Regions from separate parts of the Mus musculus genome. Here region 2 is linked to region 1. The links are chromatin contacts, called in public promoter capture Hi-C maps. All regions are on one chromosome and are shown on one strand. The core of a region is the stretch at or near the end of the contact, and the rest is flanking DNA. Distances in the headings are between cores, read along the strand shown. Region 1 holds the start of Ccn3 (cellular communication network factor 3). Region 2 overlaps Taf2 (TATA-box binding protein associated factor 2).

The links. Promoter capture Hi-C pulls out the DNA fragments that hold promoters and counts their contacts.
Region 2: a contact with region 1 is called in a promoter capture Hi-C map of cranial neural crest. The contact joins the enhancer-like site here to the promoter of Ccn3 in region 1. A contact is called at or near these places in 3 of 39 promoter capture datasets (the 3T3-L1 cell line, cranial neural crest and embryonic stem cells).

The regions. Positions count from the first base shown.
Region 1 is chr15:54,742,190-54,747,223 of GRCm38.p6, reverse strand. Ccn3 (cellular communication network factor 3) reads right to left here and starts at 1,314. Exons shown (of 5, transcript NM_010930.5): 1 at 1,187-1,314; 2 at 827-1,052. The coding sequence starts at 1,252.
Region 2 is chr15:55,017,248-55,022,274 of GRCm38.p6, reverse strand. Taf2 (TATA-box binding protein associated factor 2) reads left to right here. Exons shown (of 26, transcript NM_001081288.1): 25 at 1-73. Among named protein-coding and RNA genes, the nearest start is that of Gm2491, 33 kb to the right of the region's middle. Within about 2 kb of position 3,129, at least 19 of the 459 cell types and tissues checked have an H3K27ac peak or open chromatin away from gene starts, as enhancers often do.

The DNA of each region.
Region 1 (5,034 bases), core at 65-2,564:
GTATGTCACCACTAGCTGAAAGGGAGGGAGGGAGAGAGAGAGAGAGAGAGAGAGAGAGAGAGAGAGAGAGAGAGAGAGAGACAGAGAGAGAGAGACAGAGAGAGAGAGACAGAGAGAGAGAGAGAGAGACAGAGAGAGACAGAGAGAGAGACAGAGAGAGACAGAGAGAGACAGAGAGAGAGAGAGAGACAGAGAGAGAGACAGAGAGAGAGAGAGACAGAGAGAGAGACAGAGAGAGAGAGAGAGACAGAGAGCGCTTCAGACTCTTACCAAGGGTGGTAGGTATGACCCTAATTACAGTACCTGATGGGAAATTGATCTCCCATTGATTACTTCCCATAAGTCTCGGTTGGTGAGTTGCCTGCATTTTATTTTACTGTAGCTCAGATTGGAGTGTCATAGTCCTCCCAGGAGAAGGAGTTGCTTTGGCTCCAATTAGGACAATTACAGGTGTGAAAGCAAACTCTCTGGGCTGCTGCGGGTGGGGGGTGGAGGCAGAGGGGGACTATAGACCTGGGGGTAAGCTCATACTTCCATCACCCCAAGTGTTCCCCTGGAGCTGGCCAAACTCTGGCCCTTAACTCTGTTTTCATCCCTTCTCTAGGCGGCAAGTGACCTACCTGCACGGTGCATGTTTCCTCTCAGCCTGATACCCGGTACATTGAAAGCTCTCCACACATGTCAATTACTGTACTGCACTATTGCTACAAATGTTTTTGCTTAGTTCTCTGGGAAAGTAAAAAAAGAGGGCCAAGTTTCACCTAGCTGCCAGAGGAGAGGTCAGGCCAAGAAGGGGACAGCAGGGTGGGAATGGAGGTAGGATTACCCATGCAAATGCCAGTCTGGTTGTTGGGGTCTGCGCTGCGGTCACAGTAGAGACCACTGCTCTGGTCACAGGGTCTCATCTCAGAACAACTCTCCCCGCGCTGGCGGGCGCACACCGGACAGCAGGAGCAGCCGTCCAGCACCGAGCGCACCCCGGGGGCGCAGGTCGGTGATATACTGGGGCACTTGGGTGGGCACCGAGAAGGGCAGCGCAGAGATGCAGAGACCTAGGAAGATCGACGAGACAAGAAAACGAACTCAGGTTATCAGGGGCGAACCAAGGCAGGGTGAGCCCGGGACGGACCAGAGGCAGTCCAGGAGGTCCAAGTAATCGGGGGCATCTTAAGCGTGCGCCACTTACTTGACTTAAGAGATGGAAGAGCAGGAAGCCTAGGCAGAGGCATCGCTTTCGCAGGAAGAGGCTCATGTTCTGCCTGCTAGGGCTGTTACAGGCTGGAGATGGGACTGCCCCTTCACCCAGGTCTGGCTGAGCGGCGAGCGCCACCCGTGCAGGTTTTATAGTGCGCTCCAGGGACGCAAAACCGGTTGGCTGCACTGGGAGGAGGGGGTGGGGTGGGGGGAATCAGCTGGGTGGGGAAATAGAAGGAGCTCCGCGGTTGCCTTGGTGATGGGCCCCAAGGCAGCTCTCCTTAGGGCGTGGCGCCCGGCCTGAGTATGCCTCTGTGTGTGTGTGTGTGTGTGTGTGTGTGTGTGTGTGTGTGTGTGTGTGTGAGTGAGTGGACTGGCTTTTCCCTGAGCACAGGGAGGGACTGGGTGGAGCCCGGAGGCCAAGACCCCGAGCCAGCTACAGCTCGTGAGAAGGAAACACCCTCTTCCTCTGGGTGGTTGCTTCACCTTCCCCCTGACACCGCTACTTCCTAGCACCCTCCGCCCTCACAGTTCCAACCAGAGCTACAAATGTGGAGCTCTTGATCGGGATGCTTAAAGTTTGGAGCCATATGAGCTGGGCAGGGATTGGCCAGAGGCCCAGAAGTTTAGTCATAAGGGAAGCACATGCAAGTTTGTCACCCTTTATTGGGGGACTCTTTGAAATATTTTGAGGGGGTGGGTAGGAGGAAAGGACACGACACGACACACACACACACACACACACACACACACACACACACGAGGGAAATGAAATAACAGAAAAGAGTCACTTCATCAGAGTTGGGGGCTGCTATTGGCCAAATGGCCAAATTCTTCTGATTGTAATCACGCCAAGATTTGCAAAGTCTTAAAACCCAAGTTCTACATGCTCAGTAGAAATAAACATGAAACAATGGAACACAAATAAAAACGGGAGCAGGGAGACGTTTTCTAGTAGAGGAAAAGTCTTGAAGCATCTGCCATATGACATCAGATGTAAAACTGCTTCTAACTGCCTCACTGGCTTGCACTCAGTGCCCCATGAATGGAGCAGGAGCCTGAGAGAGGATGCTTCCTGCTTGACTTGACTCTCCAGCTGGCATTCATTTGCAAAAGAAAAAGGTGATGTGCTGAGGTATGCTTCCCTTCTGTCAGAAGAAATAGAGAGCAAGTTTGACCCCTTCAAAAATGACCAGCAGGCAGTGGCGCACACCTTTAATCACAGCACTTGGGAGGCAGAGACACATGGATTTCTGAGTTCGAGGCTAGCCTGGTCTACAAAGTGAGTTCCAGGACAGCCAGGGCTATACAGAGAAACCCTGTCTTAAAAAAACAAAACAAAACAAAACAAAACAAAACAAAACCAAAAAAGTGACCAACAGATTTAAAACATGTTTTCGCCTTGACTTCAGTATTATGCCCCTTGGTGGGGAGGGACTATGCGCACGCAGCCCTCTTGAGGATAGCTACTTCAAATCACCAAACCAAACCAAATCAACCAACCAACCAACCAACCAACCAACCAACCAAACAAACAAAACACTTGGTGAGCAAGATTATACAGGCTTGTATAGCTCTAGACTTTACAAAGAAACAAATTGCCCTTGCATTACTGACCTTCAGCAGGAGGGAAACCAATGGCAGAGTGCATAGGGAGCCCGGGCTGTCCCTCTAATACTCCAAGATGGCACAGTCACTTCTACCTCCTTTATGGCTATTCTTTTAGAGCTCAGAACTGCTCAGATGCATTCCCACAATGGTGACAATTCTGCTTTTGTTTGGCACACTCTGGATGAGAAGCATGCAAAGTTTAGGCAGAGGTAGGGGAGCTAATTTGCACATCTGATTGGAGGCGTCCATCAGGTTAGTGGGGCTCATGTATCACCTGGCTCTGCCATGCTTCCATCCAGCTGCACATCCGAGACAATGAGAGCGCACGTCTCCCAAAATCGCTGATTCTTGACCCTCTCCAGGGTGGCTCTTGGGATGTTGAATTTTAGTGCCTGATTAAATGGAAGCTAACTTTGGGCAAAGGAATTGGGCACAGCACTGAGTTTGGGCTTCAGTCTGGGAAAGGGTGAGGAAGGGAAGAAAGGTGTAATTTAAGGACAAGGAAATGGCAGACACACTTCTATGTTATGGCTAATCTGGTGCTGTTATGTATTCAAATGCTGAATACTGGCTCCTGAGATTTGGTTACCCCAGTGAACAAATCCTCCTGTATACCAAGTGATGCTATGTAACCTTGTTCCCTAAGTTAATTGGTCAGTAAAAGGCTAAAGCTCTTGATTGGATAGTTGATAAAATAGGTGGGTTTTCAGTTACCTGGCTGGGGATCACAGGTAGAGAGACTGGGAGAGAAGAAAGGAAACCAAGAGAGGAGGAAGCCACCATGACAGGACATGGACCATGAGCATCTGGCTAGAAGAAAACTGCAAGTAACAAGAGTCATACGGGCAGGATATAAGTTTGAAAAGCTCCCAAATCTGCCCAATCTAGATTTATAGCTTGTAAATAAAATGCCTGGATTGTGTGTCTTTCATACAGGATAGACAGGATAGATAATTCATTTCACTGTTTTAAAGACTCCTGCTGGTGAATTCTAGAAACTAAACTTGACTAAGCTTTGCCTAAAGGAGGGTTTTAATAGGGCATTATGCACAAATTAAGGCTGATAATGCTCCTGCATATGTATCCAATAAGATACAGCAATTTTTTGCATATTACAATATAAAACATATTACTGGTACACCACACAATCCCACAAGATAAGCAATTATAGGAAGAGCCATGCATATCTTAAAAGAGATGCTTATTAAACAAAAAGGAAGAGTAGAAAATCCCAGGGGCAGCCTAAATAATGCTTTGTTAACTCTAAATTTTCTTAATATTGGTGAAAAAGGAACAATACCAGCAGAAAGACACTGGATTATTGGAAAAAAAAAAACCCCTGAGGTACTAAGCCAACCAATATACTCTAAGGGTGTGTTGACATTAGTATGGAGACCTGCAACAGTTTTAAGACGGGGTCGTGGTTATGCATATGTATTTACAGGGAATAAAAAAATGTGGTTACTCACAAAGCTTACAAAGATTAGATCTGATCAGAGAAAACCTTTTATCAGCTGAGACATGAATGTCACCACCAAGCAAATAGCCCTGACTCTCACAGACTGTCTCAGTTACTGATTTCTCCAAAATATGAATGTAAAACAACCTAGACTACCCGAAAGATTGATCACACAGAGACTGGACAGACAACACAGAGACTGGGCAACAAATGCTACAGCTAGCTCTCTAAAGTCGAACCATTTTTTTGGGCGGAGCCCAAACACATTTTTTTTACCCCAGTTCAGCAGGATGCAATTATAAGAAACCTGTGGTCCTTGTCCCTTAGGTTGTGGTGGATGGTTTTGGTCATTTGATGTGTTATGGTTGTAATCATCTAGGGTGGTAGGTTGTTAATGGTCATGACCAGGGAGGAAACAAAGTAAGCTTTAAATCATGGATTTTACTCCCCTGTTTTCCTTTCTTAAAATGAACTTTCTTATCTTATGACGGGAGAAAGCAATAATAAATAAAGGAAAAGGGAATAACAATAAATAAGTTTTTAAAATAAAAATTAAGTATACCGGTCTTAAATATTTTACTTTGGCATGGTTTAATATATCGTGATAGAAATTTAAGGTTGTTTTGTTTGGCTATTGTTTGATATATTGTACATATGCAGCTTTCTTTAAAATATGATGTAAAGTTCTAGTTTTATGGTTCTTTTATTTCTGTTGTGTGTAGATTGTTAATGTTAGAGATGATTTTTAAACAGAAAAGGGGATATGAAGT
Region 2 (5,027 bases), core at 1,880-4,379, 270 kb before region 1:
CATTCATTAGGCTGTGACATCACACCACCCACAAAACCCCAGTGGAGTATGGAGCTGTCCCGAAAGGGAGCAGGTACACTTGCTTGTGTTTGTTTGTTTTGTCTCAAGAAAATTACATTTAGAGTTAATTTATCAATTAAAAAATACTGGGAAGATGGAGAACTTAGTTTTCTTGCAATATATTGGTTTTATATTATGTAATTTAAAGACTATTTCAGATTAGTGTTTATCTGTTTCAGAAGTTTGTGTTTCTGTTAATAGGAAATTTATAAATAACAAAAAATAATGAAAAGTATTCTTTATTATGTTGTTGTAATTAGCTACTGTAATAATGAAATCACTCGCTCTTTCCTTATAGTCGGAAGTTAAGTGTAAACCTCAGATCCTGTCACTGCACCTTCACGCAATCCACAAATAAATCACCCAGAGCCCAGTCAGGATTGCTGTTCCATTCACGAAAATGCAGTGCTAGACCTGTACTTAGAGTATTTCATACAGGATTGTCAAGATGGCTTTCTGGGAAAGATGGGTTCTGCCAAGCCCGACAGCTGAGTTTGATCCTCAGATCCCACATGATGGAAGGAGAGAGTTGAACACACACAAACACACACACACACACACACACACACAGACCGAGACTGAAGATGGCTTTCTGGGAAAGATGGGTTCTGCCAAGCCCGACAGCTGAGTTTGATGGGTTCTGCCAAGCCCGACAGCTGAGTTTGATCCTCAGATCCCACATGATGGAAGGAGAGAGTTGAACACACACAAACACACACACACACACACACACACACACACACACACCCCGAGACCACACACACACACACACACACACACACACACACACACACACCCCGAGCACACACACACACACACACACACACACACACACACACACCCCGAGCACACACACACACACACACACACACACACACACCCCGAGCACACACACACACACACACACCCCGAGCACACGCACACACACACCACACACACACACACACCCCGAGACCGAGACCGAGAAAGTTTCCATTGACTAGGCTTGCTTAAGTAGTTCCGCCCAGCTGTACTTATTCATGCATTTTACACGGTCTCCTCAGTTCCTATTGTTTTATTCCTAAGTCTCAGGTCTTATTGTGTTCCTCAGTTACTAATCAAGCAAAGATGAGAATCCAAATAAATAGCACCTGTCAGATGCTATGAGCTACCAGGAAACCAAGATGACGGTTTCCAGGCGTTTAAGGAAAGAATTACGAGAGAAAGCCACATAGTGATGTCACTTGTGAAGACTGGGGTTTCCAAAGTCATCAGTAACCCTTGAGCAGCTATGGCTATGGGCTTATGCCTCCGTGGCTGGATCTTGCTTTGATACAGAAGAGTAATGCTTATCCATGTGAGGAAGGAGCTCAGGGACCAACTGTGATTAATAAGTAGACTTCAGCCAAAAGCAACAGCTCAGAATACTTCAGTGTTAAGAACACAGATCATTGTCTGCCAAAAGCTTTTTGTGAGGTGTGTGTGTACCTTTATTGTAGTAGATTCACACAATATGTTTCAGAAGGAATCCAGCTGGGACTTGGCCTTGTATTTCCATGAGTGAAGGGCTTGGGGGATTAATTCTTTGGCTCCTTCTCCCATTTTCTCCTTCCTCACTTCTCTCACCTCTCTTTTTGCCCTTTCCCTCCTTACTCCTTCGTGTGTGTGTGTGCGTGTGTGCGTGTGCGCGCACGTGTGTGTGCATTTTGAATTTCAAATATAGCTTTTCCCTAACACATTGATACACTGGAAAAAAGGTAACTGTGTGAAACATAAGAAAAGCTCTTTGATAGACTACAAATAAGCAATAGAAGTACCTTCCTTTCTCATTTGGACTTTTATTTATTTGCATGAATGTGTGTGCACGTATGTCACAGTGCACATGGAGAGGGCAGTTTCAGCCTTGGTGGTAAGCATCATCAACTGCTGAGCCATTCTGCTGGGCCCAGGGAGTAAAGTTTCACTCCTAACTGGTGTGACAGTATTCCTGTAGGAGCATCACTCACAAATCACCTTTTGGGATCAAGTAAGTTAGAGGTGGCCATGTGTGGGAGTGAGATTGGTCTGTGGCTGAGTTAGGGTCCTGAGAGAAAGAGAAGAGTGGTAAGGGAAGCTGTGGCCTCCCTTCCATTTGCAAACTCGAGAGGAAGGAGCACACGTGGGCTTTGGGGGGACATGTCCAGCTGAGGTCTCTTTCATTCATGCTCGCTAAAACGTATGGAAATGTTTGCTCTAGTTGACTCCAAACGGAGAGATGGCATATAAAATCTAGTAGACTTGCAGCTCTTTTCGAAGTGCTTAAGTGAAACTCCTTCAGCAGGGTTGCTCTACTCGTGTGCTGTTTCCTCGGGTTCCGAGCTGTTGAGTGTGGGTCCCTTGCTTCCTCTGCTCACAAAGTGAAGCGACATCTCATATGTCTTAATGACTTAGAGCCAAGGACCCAGATGATATTCAAGAACAGAAATGTGTTACAAACCTCATCTAGGAGAGATAGAAACAAACGATGCCGCTCTAAGGGAGCTGAAGGAGAGAGGCTTATTTTGTTAGTAGAGGACAGTGATGATGTACTTTTAACGCCTCCTACACACACACACACACACCACACACACACACGTGCACATTTGAAACACACACAGCTCCAGGTACACACACACACACACACACACACCCCGAGGCCTGCAGCGGGCCCCCCCACCCCCTGCATTCTCCCTCTTCTTGTGTATGAGGGTAAAAAAGATGTGTTAAATGCGTATGATTTTGTGCAGGTGGTAGGGCAGGCTGTGGGATAACCAAGGAGAGGTGTGAAAATGGTCCCTTCACCCACTCCCTTTCCCTGCCCCTGTCCCGAAGGAAGGAAGAGAATAGGCAGGAAGGGCCCAGTGGTTCTGAGAGAGACAGGTTTGAGCATCATAGATCTCCCTCCCAGCACTGAGCCCCCTTTCTTCCACTGCAAGGTTGCAGGCATCAGGACTGTCTCCTGGGTTTATTTAGTGATGGCAAGAATGAGAAACAGAGGGCTAGGGGGTGATGGTGGAGCAGATGAAACTCCCTAGTGATTTCTGGGGGGAAGAGGGGAGTCTTGCAGCTGCCTTGCTCAGGCTGCTGGGTTATGTAATGCCTTCTTGCATAATTCAGAAAATACAACTCTAGTTCTTGAAATCTTACTTTGAAATTAAAACAATTTGTTTTTCAAAGCTTGTATGCTTTCCCTAGAGATCTTTTTTTGGAACTCAAGATGAAAAACAGACTTTTTTTTTTTTTAATCTTTAGATTACAATGATGTATTTCAACATCTTATTTTTCTATTTAATCTAAAGAACCAAAGAGCAGAATTCATGTCTTTTCTAACAAACTATAGACTTTGTATTGAATATGAACGTATACCTAATATAAATGAAGTCAATAAAATTAACAGATTGTTCAGTGTTTCTTACATGTTCTTATTAGATGGACTGTTGAGCTTGCAAGTTAGGCTTTTATTAAGTACATTTGTTTGTTTCAGATCTGTTATATTGACTACAGCTTGTTTGTTTAACATGATTTTACATTGGGCAGAACAATTGGGAATATCTTTTGCATAACACAAATGAACATCTTACAGGATTTTGAATTATGTGTGTCTCGATCTCTGAAATAGAGAAGGTGTTTCAAATCACTAAAGGGGTTTTGACGAGCCGAGCCCATCCTCCTCGGTCCTCTGCCCATGAGAGTGTATTTGTGACATCAGTGCCCACAGGAAGCCCACAGCAGTCCTTTTGATGGTTACCTTTTAAATTTATACTCCCGTCTATAGCTTCTCTCCCTCCCCTTTGCCATATATGTTCGTCACATTTTTATCTGTAGTTATTAGTTGTTAACACAATTGAGTTCCTTGTGACTTTTGTGTATTACAGTCCCGTCTAGACACGTAATTGGAGGCAGGTGTGCTGGTACTGTGTATCTTCATTTGGAAGTACCAGTAGCCAGTTGACTCTTTTTGCAAGGTTAACTATTGTGGTTAGTCAGGATCTAGATGCATTAACTCATTGTGGATTACAAAGTAATGTTATTCTAATTAATCTTTCCATTTTTATTTATAGGATGTATTGTTTCTCTAAAGCTAAATTCCCTTTTACTATTACTCATTGGTATGAGCCATATAGGAAAGTCTAGATAAATGCCTAATTCTCTCTGTATTTAATAATTTTTAAAAACAATGAGTTTATTGACCACATATTTTAATGGTGATCAGTTCAGAGTATTTATTATCCAGGATTAGTATTGGAATTGTTGTATCTTTGAACATCTTTAAAGGCTGCCTCCTGAGTCAGTTAGGCAAGACTGAGTTCCTTGTTGTTGTATCGAATGCTTCAGGCTCATCCTATAAATATTCTGACTCAAACTGGACTCAGTGCTTTGTCACAGGAACCATTGATTCTGCTACCCAGGTTCTTAAAGCTACTTAACTTCCTGTGTTCTCATAAAAGTCAAGCAAAATTTAAGATGTGTAGGCAGGGTATCCTATTCTGAGCAATGGGGCCTGCAGGTAAGGATGAATTCATCTTCAAAGTGGTTGTAGGTATTCTGGGAAAGAGTCAGCCATTTGGTCTTTGCCTCTGCTCAGAAGCACAACTTCCAGGATAAGCATTCACTTTTCTGAAATCCTAGCACCTCGGCCAGTGTTTAGGACTGATGATGAGACCTGTGCAGCTCAGGACTGAGACTCTGACAAGTGCAGATAGTCAGCTAGTTAGTGTAGGCAGTTGCTAAACAGTGGATGCTGCATGACCGGCCATGAGCTGGGAGCTCAGTTGCTCATTTGTCTTTAGCATTGTTTCTTTTTCCTGTTACCTGGCTAGGTTTTGTGAGATATGAGTCTGGTTTTCTATACTTCTAGCTTGAGGAACATATTTAAGGCATTTAAGATGGAAATTAAGATCATATAATAGCACGTTCTGTTACAGTTCCTTGGTCAACAGGTTATTAGAACTGAAGGATGCCTTTGGGAC